2 separate regions of the Sus scrofa genome follow, and region 2 is linked to region 1. The links are chromatin contacts, called in public Hi-C maps. All regions are on one chromosome and are shown on one strand. Each heading gives the region's core, a stretch centred on a gene start, on an enhancer-like site or on the middle of the called end of the contact. The rest is flanking DNA. Distances are from core to core; before and after follow the strand shown.

Evidence for each region. A called contact is a pair of places that touch in the nucleus more often than the background predicts.
Region 2: a contact with region 1 is called in a Hi-C map of omental adipose tissue, with 3 times the contacts expected there. The contact joins the enhancer-like site here to the promoter of NR2F2 in region 1. A contact is called at or near these places in 3 of 5 promoter capture datasets (fetal liver, fetal skeletal muscle and liver), 12 of 47 Hi-C or Micro-C datasets (embryonic fibroblasts, fetal skeletal muscle, liver and 7 more) and 1 of 2 datasets of contacts at active chromatin or transcription factors (skeletal muscle).

Annotation. Positions count from the first base shown.
Region 1 is chr7:83,088,150-83,095,252 of Sscrofa11.1, forward strand. NR2F2 (nuclear receptor subfamily 2 group F member 2) reads right to left here and starts at 2,101. Exons shown (of 3, transcript NM_001190253.1): 1 at 1,796-2,101. The coding sequence starts at 1,838. LOC102160410 (atherin-like) reads left to right here. Exons shown (of 4, transcript XM_021099351.1): 1 at 1-1,190.
Region 2 is chr7:84,092,092-84,099,453 of Sscrofa11.1, forward strand. No RefSeq gene overlaps it. Among named protein-coding and RNA genes, the nearest start is that of MCTP2, 870 kb to the right of the region's middle. Within about 2 kb of position 3,155, at least 5 of the 83 cell types and tissues checked have an H3K27ac peak or open chromatin away from gene starts, as enhancers often do. A contact at or near this core is called in omental adipose tissue, where this site is marked.

The sequences.
Region 1 (7,103 bases), core at 851-3,350:
TGGCGGAACAATTAAAAAGCCAAAAAACAAAACAAAGATAACCATCTCATTTGTAGTTAATTTTACTGTATACAAGAAGAAAAAAGAAAGGTAAACTATTTGAAAATGTCTTCTTAAGAAATGCTCATTTCTCTTGAATAAAACAGCTCTAAGGCTAAAAGATAAATATCAATATGTTCTTATAGTTTAGAAAAAATCCAGCCCCGTCTTTTATAGCAGATGTAAATTTATTTTAATGAGAAGAATGGCAAGCTTTAATTTGGCTGGAGAAAGTTGGAAAAACATTTGCCTTACTGTGGGGGAAAAAAAAAACCCACCCAGGAATATGATTTTCTTGCAGAAAGTGGCCTGATGGCTGTAATTCTCCACAAATTAAATCACAATATGAATGCATACCCCAGAAAATGGTGAGTTTAACTCTGAACTCAGTAGAAACCAGTTCTGTCCACCAGGATTCATTGAATCCCTCCTTCCCCTCAATCTAGTCCGTGTGTGTTTTTCTCTTCCACCACACTGGAGCTCCGTGAATAGGGAAAGGGGCTTCCATTGTGTCTCTCTGAACTTCCAAGTCAATGCAATTTTTAACCACTGGCTTGTGGTACTTTGAAAATCACCAGGGGCTGTCAGAGTTGGGTCCTCTGAAAAATTTACAGTGCTAAATCAGAGCATATGCTGGGAGGGAAAAAATTGCTTAAGATTGGAGCAAGTACAGTATCTGTCTGCCCCCTAGTGTAAGAGTCCTCGCTGCCTAAAATTCAACTTTAAAAGAAAAGAGCTCTTAAAGGGAAACGACTTTGGGCTCACGTAGGCATAGCAGAATGAAACTTCTGTACATTTTAATCTGAATAATTCTTCAGGATTTAAAATTAATTGGCCCTGGCTTGGTTGGACCGGACTCGGATCTCGCCACCTCTGCGTTTCCCGAGTCACTTGGCGGAGAGGTGATGATTTTTTTTTTTTTTTTTTCCTGAACTGGGTTTATGTGCGTCCCCCTCACCCCCTCCTCTCTTTTTTTCTTTCTCTGTCTCTGTCGTCTCTCTCGCTGGCTTTTTAAAAATGAGGAACCGTTCCTTGAACGTTCTGGACAGAGCACAGAATTGCTTAAGTCAGCCCGAAGCGGTTGTAATAGACAGCAAAAAGGTACACGTTTGCCTGAAATCCGCACGCCAGCTCCACCACCCCGCCCGATGGTGAGTACCCTTCTCGTTGCGATTCTCCTCCTAGCTTAACCGAGCGCTCGCCTCCCCCGAGCCGCGGCCGAGGGCGCCGGGCAGAGCTTTTCTCTCTCCCTGCCTGGCTGGATGTCAGTTGCACAAGGTTGCAAAATGCAGCGCAGAGGCAAATCGAACAGTAAATTCTGACACTTAGTGCGAGCCTAGCAGCTCCTTTGATAGAAAACCGAGTCGTCTATTGCTTGGAAAAACACGCTTATAGGACTGTTTTTTAGTTTGCTCTATCGAAGGAAATGAGTTTGAGGAGACAGGACGAGGAGATGGGAGGCACGGCGGTCTTTACGCTTCGGTTTAATCATATTTTGGCAGCTTTGCAATTGTATTTTTCCCCTCTTCCCCCCTCCACCACTCTCCTACCACACACATGTAATAAAATATGGCAATGCATTGAATTGACTGTCCCCCCCTTCCCCGAACCCCTTAAACCACAATGCTAGGCATTTCATACATGTTAGCAATCCGATTTTTTGAAAAACCCCAAGTCATCCCCAACCCCACACAGCACAAGGAGAAAAGTGAGAAAGGAGAGAGAGAGAGAAAAAAAATACTGTAAGTAAACATACCAAAACCATATTTGCCTTGTTCAAGGTCCCAAACCGCTTGCATCTTCCTTCTAAACTGGAATAACTCTCCTTTAGTTTGGCGGGTGAAATAAACGCTTTGTTGGCCCCCTGAAAAGATGTGTCTTTGATAATTAAAGAGAATCTCCTCCTCGGTGTTTATCTAAGCGATTGTGCAAACTGATAAAAAGTAGGCACTAGCCTGCAGGGAAAAAGAGGAAAGGTGAAGGGAGAGATCTTCCACCTCAAGGAAGTGCTTCCCCATGTATTAGGCGCTCTCAGCCTTGGAAAGCCCAGCACAGTAACTTTAGAGAGACGAGGTTTCAGGGAGCTTTGTACATAGCTGCTGAGGAATGCAAGCCTCGCCTTTAAGAAAAAAAACCCCAAACCGTAGGTAGGAGATGTCTGGAGTGATCCTTGTCTCTCATCTCATTCCTTAGAAGGAAGAGTGCGTTGTTACACCTTGTTTGGGGCTGGAAAGACGAGACTTTAAAAACACCCGTCCAATTGAAAAAAATCTCCCAACTTAATGAGTTTAGTCGGAGGCTGGAGCAAACCGCTCAGCCTCAGCAGAAAACCGCCAACAACTATAGGCGATATTGCAGAGCAAAGACGACCCAAGGCACAGCCAAATTCCACTGTTTGGGGTCGAGAGGGATGGAGGCTAATCCTAAAGCAAGTTGGAAAAAAACAGAGGTGGGAGAGGAGGGGGGGGAACAGCAGCCTAACAGACTGGCAGGCAGGCTCCCCTCACCCTGGATCAAAGATAGAACTTGAAACAGGAGGGCAACATTTTTCCTAGGAACCCATTGGAATCCTCATTTTCTACTTTTAACTCAGGTACCCCCTCACCACCAAATGATTTTTCCCTCTCCCCTACAGATTCATGCCCCCCCTTTCCCAGTCCCTCTTCTAGAACTTTCCTGAAGAGGAAACCTATTTCTTTTTGGGGGGAGGGGTTCCCCATTCCATGTCTTCAGATAATGAATGCTTACTTTATCCTCTCTCTTCATCCACCTCCCAAAATGAAGAATGGAAGCAGGAATACAGTAACTAGCAAAAATTGAGAATAAACTATTCTGCCCCTCGCAGTTTAATACAGTTTTAACTAATGGATTTTTTTTGTTTTGTTTTGTTTTAAGAGAAGAATAATGGGGAAACACGGATCTTTTATTTTAGGAAACTGTTATGGTAAGATGTATGTCAGACTTGACAAATGGAACTAACGCTCCTCGGCTGCTTCTTGTCCTTGTCTTAAACAGGAATTAAGTTAAACACAGTGCTGAATGTTAATTACATGTTTACTGGCTAATGAAAATTACAAATGGTTTTGCCACCTCAAACAATGATGAAAACTCTGAAGACACTGTAATTATATACTTTGAGGGAAATAACTCAGAATATTGATCATAAGAAGTGTAAATCTTTTTTAACTATTCATTAATACCATAAATATGGGCTACAGAAGTTTTTCCTTGCGGTTTGTCTCATCAGTTACACTGAGTGGATGGATGGTGAGGCTCCTCTGGGGAGGTGATGAACTCATTCTCTTATAGAAGGAGGCCACTTGTGTAACTGGGGGTGCCCCCTCCCTTTCGCCCCCGCCCCTTTTAACCCCAGCAGAAGGTCGAGGGATGGCTGAACAGGGGGGCCAGGCTCAGGGCAGGTGAAGGTGAGCACAGCCCAGCCTCTCCCCTCCCCTTCCTGGCCCTCCTCTCTTCTCCTCTCCCTCCCTCTCCTGCCGGGTCTGATCGATGACCGCCTTCCCCAGCCAGGGTGCCCATCGGATAACCTGGCGTTCAGGTTCCTAATGGAGGACAAGGCACTACAACCCAGCAATGCAGCCCTGACAACCCAAGTCCCCTCCTTTAGAGTGGCTAGGGCAGTTCATTGCAAAAGAAGAAAAAAAAAAAAAAAAAAAAAAGGAAAGTTAAGGGTGCAGGTGTTATTGGGTAAGGTGCCTCAGACAGCTGAACCAGAATTGATTTCCCTGGCTTTGGGAGTAGAGAAATATTTTTCTGTTTTGTTTTGTTTTAACTTTGGCCTGCGTTGTAGTTCTGCACTCTGCAGTGTAGCAGCCACTTCGATCTTGAGGGTCAAAGGTGAGGGCTGCACTAACCCTAAAAGGCTGGTCTGGTCAGGCCAGAAGGCCGAGGGAGAGGAAGAGAAGGGGGATGTCAGTCATACTGACTGACGCTTCGGAGGGGGTGCCTTTGGTGAAACCTGCATGCGGGGGACACGGAACCAAGAGCAGGTTTTAAGTGCAATATCGAGGATTTTTTAAAAGTGCCTTAGGCTTGTGGGACTGGAGTCCTCTTTTCCCCTGAGAATTCCCAAGGCGCTGGTCTTTGTCTTAGAAGGAATGGAGTTTCTGAATGGTGTGAAAGGGACAGAGAGGGTCGCTTCAAATCGATTTTACTTGTCCTTTCTGTCTTTTCGGATCAACGCCCTTCAATGGGCACAGAGGTGCTCTTTCAACCAAAAACTTGTGCTACATTTTCTGCCTGTATTGGTGCTAAATACAATAAGCACTGGGCAGATTTTTTTCTTTGCTCTCCAAAGCAAGAAAGCACCCTAATTAAATTGTTTTATATGGACAGTCAAGACAGACCAATTAAGTATGCATTAGTATAAAGATATAGTCTGTAGATAAGGCGGTTTAGAAAATCACGCGTGGGACAAAGGAGAGTGTCATAGCGTTGGGGAGGGCTGCTAGGACCAGAGAGGTCGTTCACCTCTCTCCCTGGGTCCCAGGGGAATTGGAGAAGCCTGGGCCTCAGGTGAGAGGGGATCAGGCCCGCTAACAGGTGGGCATCAGTATTGGAGTCTTTCAGGCCCGCGCCCCCGGCCGGAGAGAGATGGAGTTCAGGGGGTTAGTATCCCCCACATCCTTCTACCTGGAGGAGGTAGCATCCCGTATTGGTGGGGCACCTTAGGAGGGAGCAAGACCATGCTGTGCCTTATACCGTGTGGGGCCCGTTGCTTGATGTCTGGGTCCAGGGCCCAGCCCTGAAAATAAGGAAAAAGTGTGAGCCCAGGAGGGCCAGGGGGGAGCGGCCACGGCCACTGCCACTGCCTAGGCTGCAGCCCTCTGGCAGCCAAGATCAGGGTTGGAGGCCCCCTTCCAACTCCTCCAAGCTAAGCGTTTTTTCGCTTTTAAGGAAACGGGAGTTCTCGGCGAGGAAAGTTCCCACCCGACGCCATCCGGCCCGAGGGGCGTCGAGGACCAGCCACCGAAGTGGGGTAAAGACCGAGGGTCGGCGTAAAGGTAGCGAGGACAGTGGCTCCTCTTTCGCTACCACAGCTCTGGGTTTCTCCACTCCCCCCATCCCCGCCCTCTGAGGTGTGGGCGGGCAGAGTGCATCCCACCCCGAAGGCGACGACCCCCAGGGCAGGGACCTGGGCCTCCCCGCGTCGCGGCGCAGGGCTGTGATAGGTGGTCCCTGGGCCGCGGGGGCGCGAGCGCAGCGCTCTGCAGCAGGAAGGGCTTGCGGGGCGCACAGGGCGCCCTTGGTACCGGGTCGAGAGGGGGCTGTAGGGGCGAGAATTAGAGCCTGGGGAGGTGGCTGAATGTCAAAAGTAAAAAGGTTGAAAAGCCAATTTTCCCGGCGCGCTTTCGCCCCCCTTTGCTGGTTTCAGAGGCCGTAAATCAGCAGCCAGCGGCGAGGGCGGGAGGAGCCCCCTCCGCGGGCTCGGCTCTGCCCCGCCCGGGCCATGCGCACCTCCCGGTGGGCCCCGAATCGATCAGAAGCCTAGCTGAGGATGTCACCGCACTAAATATTTACTGATCACACACAAATAGCCGGGGCTCGAACGATTTTCCTCTGTGAGGAGAGCGCAGAGAGAAGGGTAAATCATTTTATTAGTGTGGATAAAGCCCAGAGCACACTCCGGGCTGGAGTGTTTTAAGATGTGTCTTCAACGGGATGAAAAGAGTTAGGGAAATCGATACCGAGTGATTAGAAGCCCCTGGGGTGACGAAGGGGACCAGGACTTTCAGGGATTTGGCAAGGCTGAGAGGCGGGTGCGAGCCTCGAGGGGAGCGGCCTGACCACCTCCTGGGATCTCCCGGACGCAGGCCCGAGTGCCTCACTCCTCGACGGGAGACTTGAGACTCGAGGGCGCAGCCAGCCGCAGGGAGTCCGCCGCGGCCCGGCTTGGCGGGGCCGGCGCCGGGTGAGAGCTGCGCCGGCCGCCGCGGGACCGAGGGCTTGGGCGCCTCGGGCTCCAGGTCGCGAGTGGCAGTGGTCATGTGGCTCGAGGAGGGGAATCTCAGGCCCGGCGCAGGGATGCTGGCAGGTTCCCCCACAGGGCGGGTTCTCCAGACAGCCTCCTGGAGAAACCGTGTGGCCCAAATGGGTTGCATTTCCCCCATGCCGTGCCCCGCAGCATCCCCGAACTTTCTCCTAGCTGAATCTCTGCCCCGCATCTCCCCTAGCGTTTCTAAAGAGGACTCAGCGGCCCAGCCCCGCCAGCTGCCTCTCCCTCCCACCCAGTGTCAAGGGCGGCCGCCGGGTGGCGGAACCGCTACGGACCGCAGGGCGAGTGGATTCCAGGTTCGGGGCTCCTGGGCAGGTGGAAGTCTGAGGCCGAGGAGGAAGGCAGAAGCAGGGTGACACACACCAACGACGTCCTCAGGACGTCTCCATCCTCTCCTGGGCAGGAAATCAGCTTTGAGGGTCTCAAGCCACACTCTTAGCTAGGGAATTCGTCTGTGGCCCCAAGGCTGGCTGCAGGAACTTAAACGGTGGAGGCACAAAGGCTTGCGGGGCTCGCTGAAGTTAGAAAGGCTTTGGGGGCAGTTTGCAGGGAAGGAGAGCAAAATCTTCTTCCCAAACTCAAGCAGCAAAGTCCTGGCGCAAAAATGACTTTTCAGTTCTGGAAGCGGGAGGCTCGCTCGCTACCAGGAACCAACCTTGAGGTTTGTAACAGCTGCACATAATCAAGAAGGCACTAATTTCGGGGGAAACGAGGGGGCGGAAGGTGAGAAAAAGGAAGAATCTTTTTCGTTTTCTCCTTCCCTTTCTCGTTTTTGACCTTTTCCTAAAAAGATCTGCTTTTCCTGAAGAAACTGATAGCTTGCTTGCTTTCTTGCTTGCTTGCTTGCTTATTTATTTATTTATTTATTTATTTATTTATTTATTTATTTAATTTCCCCTCTCCCCAAATTGCTCAATTTCCTTGGCAGCTTGAAGAATTCAGTTCAGGCTGCCCTACTTGTCTTCTCGGTGCAACAGGAAATATAAGTGCAGATCCAATTAACCGTTTTCCAGAAGGGAGTTTTTTTTTTTTTTTTTTTAATATATGAATC
Region 2 (7,362 bases), core at 1,905-4,404, 1.0 Mb after region 1:
AAGTGAAAGGAAAGAAGTTACTCAAAGGGTAGCCAGGTGCAAGGACGTATAAAGATTCCAACAGAATAGGATTTAGTGATTGTTACACAAGGAAACTGTGTCCAAAGACCCTTTCAAAGGGCTCAAGAAAGAAGCCTTTGTTGGTAGGAGTGATTGAATCTGCCTCTGTTACCTTCTTTTACACATCACAGTATCCCGTGACACACAACGCACACCATTTGAGGGAGGTGGGCGACATGTGATACAGCTCAGTAAACACGAAGATGTTAAGGTCGGTGTCCTGTTCCCAACTCCTGCCCTACTTGCTGTATCACATATTAAACATCACAGCACACCCTGTTCTGGGCACAGCTAATGCCCAGGCATTAGCCTCCAGTTGAATGAATTGGATACGTAGTAGTTCTTAGACCTGCTTCAAATCAGCTCCTGTTATTTTCGTTAAGCCAGCCTCTGTATTACCCCATTTTTATATTTATTACCTGATTTTTCTGTTTTTCAGAAACATGTGAGCCCAGGAAAACGAATTCTCTGCAAGCACTTTAATTCTATGTTCTTTTATTGAAAACTCATTTTCCAAACTCCTTTCCAATTAAATTGTATAAACAGCTATTTACTAAGGTTATTTTTCTGTTGGAACCAAGTTTTAAAGTACGTATACACTGAATGAAAGGTGTTTCTTGAGCTGGGTTTTACACTGTTATGGTCCCAATTTGCAAGTTCATTCTTGATGGGGGCAGAATCTCTAACCCTTTCAGAAGAGTGATGATCAGTAGTCAATAATCACTAGCTAATATTTATGTAACCTCTCATATACATGTTGAATGATATTTTGTATAATTTTACTTCCTCCAGCTCCTTCATATAATCAGAACATTTAGCCTCCTATTTTGATTAATTGTTTTTCCTCAGGAAGAAAAACTAGTGGTATCATCATTTCACAAATGAGACAACTCCGAGTTACAGAGCTGTACAAGCTGTCCGAAATCAGACAGCAAATTGCATCAGATGTGCTTTCAAGGAGCTAACCGATCACTATCAAAAACAAAGTATTTCCTTTTTAAGATAGATCAAAACTTAGTCTCAGACATGCCAAATAATTAAATAATTAAAACACAGTTGTTATACAATTTTCCACAGACTGACGTTTTGCCACAGAATATTTTGGCATCAGTTAAGCAAAGCTTCAATGCAGTGGTTCTCAACCCAGGGTCGATTTTAGCTCCAGGCTGATTTGGCAACATCTGCAGATATTTTTGATTGTCACAAAGCGGAGGGCGAGGTGGGGGGTGGGGAGAATGCTCCTGATAGGCAGGTATATAGTGGGTAGAGTTTAGAGATGCTGATAAACATCTTACAATGCACAGGGCAGATCGCTCGCACACAACCAAGAATTAATTATCTGGCCCAAAGTATCAATTGTGCCAAGATTGACAAACCCTGAGAAAGCACATTTCAATGATATTTTTATATGTAAAAATTAAAAACCAAAAACTGAACAGTGAGATATTTAGAAGATCTAGGTAATTTCCCTTAAAGTATTTATTAAAATTTGATAGTTGCCTAACTGGTATCTAGGATATCTCATTTTAAGGTTATTTTAGAAGCAACTAGTTTATAATGATTCAGCAAGGGACACTTCCTGTGGGTCTATTATTATAGGAAGATTTCAGGGGGAGATTGATATAGAAAAATCTTATCTGGTATCAGAAATTCGCTCTGATAATAAATCCCTAAGAGTGCAAGTTTCATTTCTTCTGGAGGATCTTTCATTTTGCTCAATGCTTTCTCTTGTCTTTTCTTTTTTTTTTTTGTCTTTTTTTTTTTTAAGGCCATACCTACAGCATGTGGAGGTTCCCAAGCTAGGGGTCAAATCGGAGCTGTAGCCACTGGCCTATGCCACAGCCACATCAATATCAGATCCAAGATGCATCTGCAACATACACCACAACTGATATCAACGCCAGGTCCTTAACCCACTGAGCAAGGCCAAGAATTAAACCTGCGTATTCATGGTTGCCAGTCAGATCCATTTCCGCTGAGCCAAGATGGGAATGCCTCTCTTATCTTTTTATTACAGATGTTTTCCAGATAAATCTGGTATAAAATGCAACAGAAGTGAAACACAGAAAGTTACTTCTCTACATTGAGCTTGATCATGAGAATCATTCTTTTTTTTGATTCATCCTTCCCTTTGCAGATTGTAAACACTTACAGGGATAAGAGAAGAGTTCAGTCCCAAGCCCTCTCACTGTTTGGATACTCTTTTTAATTTTTTTTTTCGGAAGGCCAAAAAGGACATTAATTAAAGCCAGTTATGGGCTATATTCAGACTTCCCATATTTTCGCCCCATTCCAGTAAAAGTTTCTCTCCAAAAAATTTGGTCCAGAGATGGAATGAAAGAATGAAAGACATTTTATTTTCTCTCCTAGATGTTGGCAGTACTTCACTCCTACATGTCTGAGGTTGTTTTCATCTTGCAAAGTACTTTGATATTTGTGAATGTGGCTACATGGCTTAAAACAAGAGCAGCGATAACTCAGACTAATTATTCAGCTTGTGTATTAGTGCTTGACAAGAGAGAAAAGAACTTTTTCTTCCTTGATGACGGTTGTAAAAATTAAGAAGCCCAGGAGGAACTGAAAGATCTGTGTTCTTGAGAGCAAAAAAAAAACTTCCATTTCACAGAGTTCTTACACCTAAATCATTGCTAGTGCTTTGCAACAGAAGAGCTCATCTTTTGGACTGTGGGTTTAGGCAAACCAGGTCAGGCTAGACCTGGTATCTCCCATTCTCTTACCAAGCCTGAGGATCTCACCCCCTTGGGTGTTGGCCACAAGTTTGAAATAAGATGAGGACCATTTTCCAGCCTCTTCCTTCATTTCTAGACAAGATGTAGTTCTACTAAATTGGATATTCTTAAAAGAATTGGGCATTGCCACTGCTACATCTCACAGAAATTTATAATAGAAATTAGGATATGTGTGGTGGGGAAGATCATCCCATTTCATCTGTTTGAAATTCCCTTGAATATTTGGAAATTCACATTGATTAGATGTGATGTCCTGGAGTATACCCAAAATATGGATGAATTTATCTGGCCTTTAGAATAAAACAAGGAGTTAGTTTAGGGGTGGAGAGTAAATAACCAAGCATTTACATTTGATTAAATCTATAGGACACTTTGAAGTTGGTCTGGAATAACAAGGATGTGCTTCTCTTCAGTTCATTCCTTGGAATGTAGCTGTTTCCTTTGAAAACTGAATGGGAGACCCTGGAGAGGAAACAGTATGAGGAAGACCATCTGGAAGGGCAGGAAAGAAGATCTTGGGGAAAACTATCAAAAGTTCTCCGGAGAGGAGCTTCCCTGCTGCAAGTCAAGCTCCCCCTTCCAAAGTGTTCAAATTCAGCATCGCCCTGCCCCTCTTCTCCACACCCCCTCCCCACCCGCAGCCCACCCCCAGTGCCTCAGAGGATCCTCGTTGCAGGAAAGATGAGGAGGTCCTGGTCAGGCCTGAGGGAAATTTGGACATCAGCTTGAGACCAGCTTTCCCTCTCACCTACCATGTGAAACCTCTACTCTTGTCAGAAAAGAAAGCCCATGTCCTGCATAACTGATTCTCTTAAGAAGAGAGTACATCTAATTTGGTGATGTAGCGAGTGGATAACCAGGTGACTTTTACCTTCCAGTGACTTTGGGCCCAAATTCAGAATATCACTTTACACTTTTGCCAAAGAATATGATAAAGGAAGGGCCAGAAAGAAAATGAGCATTATAGAGTACGGCTCCTCAAATCCTGATCTTCAAAGATATGGAAAAATATATGTCACAGTACTACAGCACAAATACCTGTCACTCACTCCATCCAGCTGTGACAGTGTTCCCATGATAGGATTAACAGATGTGCTTCTTGGAATTCAGCTTGTTTCTCCCTCATCTTTAGGTATTTAAAGGGGATATTTTCTATTTTGTTTTCAAGAATGAATTTCTCCCTCCTTCAATTATCCTAGATATAACAATGTTAAAGATAGGTCTTGGAATTTCATCAAAAATCCTAAATGATTATTTCAGCTTTTTCAACTTTTTCCTCTTCAAAAATCATTCAACAAAGCAACTAATTAGTAAATACATAGGCAGACTTGAGATTCACTATTCCTTCCCCATGTTTTCTTCAGAAGTAATAAAACACATTTTTAAAAATAGCAGAAAAATAAAAGAATAGAAAAGTTGGATGGAAAAAAGTTAATCAAATCACTGAATAATATTCATAGATTGAAAACTCAATTCTGAAGGGAAAGATGAATAACAATGGGATCTTTTGAGTGTCAGGTGTTCATTTAATCTCCACAATAGAGTTAATACTTATGAGGTACAAATGAGGATAGGAAGAGCTGGCAAGTGCCCGACCTGAGGTTGGAAGCTAAGATTTTTTTCTTTTTTTTAACTTGAAAGACTGAACTCTCAAGACTGCTGCTTCAAGAGTTGGTTGCATGTATCATAAGATCATGTAATGACCTTGACATCTACACATTCTGTTTAGAAGAATGCGTAGATCTGTGTATCTTATCTATGTCCTAACAGAAGGAGGCCCATCCAGAGACCAGGCTGTCTGTGAGCAGAGTGTCAGCCTTCAACATGTTCTCCAATCACCTGGGGTTGTGTTAAGAGGCAGATTCTGATTCAGCAGGTCTAAGATAGGGTCTGAGGTTCTGCATTTCTAGCAAGTTCCCTGGTGATGGTGAAGCTGTAGACCCAGAGCCTACCCCTTAAACTACCAGGGAAAAATATTAAATGGACAAGGAATTTAAGGAGCCATAAAAAGATTTAGGATGCTGAAGGACCAGGAAAGAGGTTTAGGATAAGGAACTGACCTTATTAAAATTAAAACTAGGCTTTCCTAGGGGAATTCCTTCTGTGGATTTCAAAACCATTTGAAAAGCACGTTAGGAGCTGGTATACACTTCTGGTTGTCTTTCTACATTAACAAACTTGGGGTTCTCTACCCACACACAGGTCCATTGAAGTCCACAGCTGTTTTGTTTGGACAGGCTGGTACAAAGCCTGAACTTGCACACAAAGAGTTTATCATCAACACGGACCTTTCTCTGACAGCTGTCTTCCTGCCCAGCCCCAGGGCCCTGGCCAAAGGAAAGGGAAAGGGCTGAGGAAAGAAGCTGTGCTGTCAGCAAGCTGTGGTAGTTGCCTGGCTTCAAGAGCTGCGAGAATCACACACACACACACACACACACACACACACACACACACACACACCAGACTGAAGATCGGAGAATAAGGATTGAATAAATAGTTTGACAAATCTATTGGTTTTGTCCATATAAGCTGCTGGAGAAGCAGGGACTGTATTTCCTATAATAAAACAAGGAATTTCTACAAAGCACAAGGTCTGATTTCTCAGTCCTACTTTAAAATCTGCTGTGGGTATACGTGTCCACAAAGGAACAATATGTATCCCACCAGCATAGGGTTAGGCACATGAAATGAGTATTAGGCAGAGGAGCGCCACATCTAGTAGAACCGATAAAAATCAGGGTCCTTGTCCGCTGTGTAAACTGAGAGGAAGAGGCGCCTTCCCCGACTTCCTTTGGGGAAGGTTTGTTTTGTGCTGGTGAACTGCTCCCCCTGGTGGATCAACAACTGATTAAGTTTGTGATTCCAGATTGCAGGGAACAAACATGCTTTGGCGAAAACTGGGCGGTTTCAGGTATAGAGACATTCGCTCCAGGAAAAAACTAACTTTCGAGCACCTAAAATAAACTGAATGCCTAGCTTGGTCTTGGACTGACGCTGAGCTTATTTCTCTTGCAAAGTACAGCGTTTGTCTCCCCCAACACCGTCGTCCTTACCATGCGTGTTCTCATTACGGTTGTTTTGAAATCATGAGTTTGTGCTGACTCAAGCGACGTGGATAACTCTAAGTTCTGTATTTCATTTTCTTCTCCTTTAAAAATAACTCTGGACTGGACAAACAACCTCAGAGCAGGGAGAACATTTTGCTGTGAAATCATTCATTTCCCATACTTCCTGTCTACTTCACTGCTCTCTAAGAGGTGGTCTTGACGACTGTGGTTAATTTATGCCTACATCCCTTGTTCTTAGTACCTGCCCTCAAGATAAAGGTGAGTTTTACAGTTTTCCAAAGATCATCTTTCTACCAATATTACATATTTTGATGGCAAGAAAGTTCATGTTGTTATTTGCCTTAAAGAGGCCTGCCAGAGAGAGAGGGGAAAAATTGCAGGTCAGGAAGAGATGAAAATCTATGGTAACTCTCTCACTCTTTCGAACATTCTGCGAGTCACACTGCAGCCTCAGTCCAAACAGTTTATAAGCTAAATAAAGAGGTATTTTAAATATTTATTTAACAAGACATATTTTAAATAACCTACATATGTAAATAGAGCGTTCTTAGCCTGTACATTATTGCAAGGTCGATTCTCATGTTCTGATATATAATTAATTACTGGTTTATTCCTCTGTAAACCGAAGCAGAGAATAAATCAGCGATGCCAGGTCACCAATGTCAGCAAAAAATTGTAATACCCTCTTGTCGATGGGTCTGTGGAAGGGGAGCTGAGACTGTAAAATCTATGGTGGTGATGGACCAAATTATGTCCAAATGGCAAGTTTCTATCCCAATTTTAGTTGCTTTCTCCTGAAGTCTAGGCTTTCTTCTGTGCTATCTAGGTGGGCATGGAATGCACATATCCTAATTTAAAAGAAACTTGGAAAAGCATATGCAATGTGATCTATGCATTTTATGAGGTAGAGTCACCTAAAGTAAATGCATACCATGAGCATTTTCAGCAGCATTATTATAGTTAGAAACAAAAACAACACAAATACCAATCATTTGGATAATTTCTAGGTAGTTGAAAATATGAATATCTTTAAAGCAAATTTCATGCTTCCGTTTTTAATTTTTGAGGAAAAAAATACATGCATACATTTTTTCTTCTCTGCTTAAAATGAGTGTCTGTCTTTTCAATTTTCCCACTGAAAAAGAAAAAAAGAAAAATAATTTTATCCTAGACCTGATTGTTTCTAGATGGGAAAAACAAGGGACAAACTTATGTGGCTGCAGAAAGCTGTGGAAGGTTTGTGCTAAAGGAATCCTAAGAAAAGAGTTTTGTGCATAGTCAAGACTGATTAAGATTAAATTGCATTTAATTAAATAAATAAATTTTGTTATTAAAAGTAAACTAATACAAAAATGAATAAATTTTTCCACTGAAAACTTCTAAAGGATGAAAATGTTGCATCTTGAATTTGTTATGAAAATAAAGACATCTCTCTAGGGAAGAAAAATTAAACAAAAAACATGGCTTTTTTTTTTCTTTTTAGA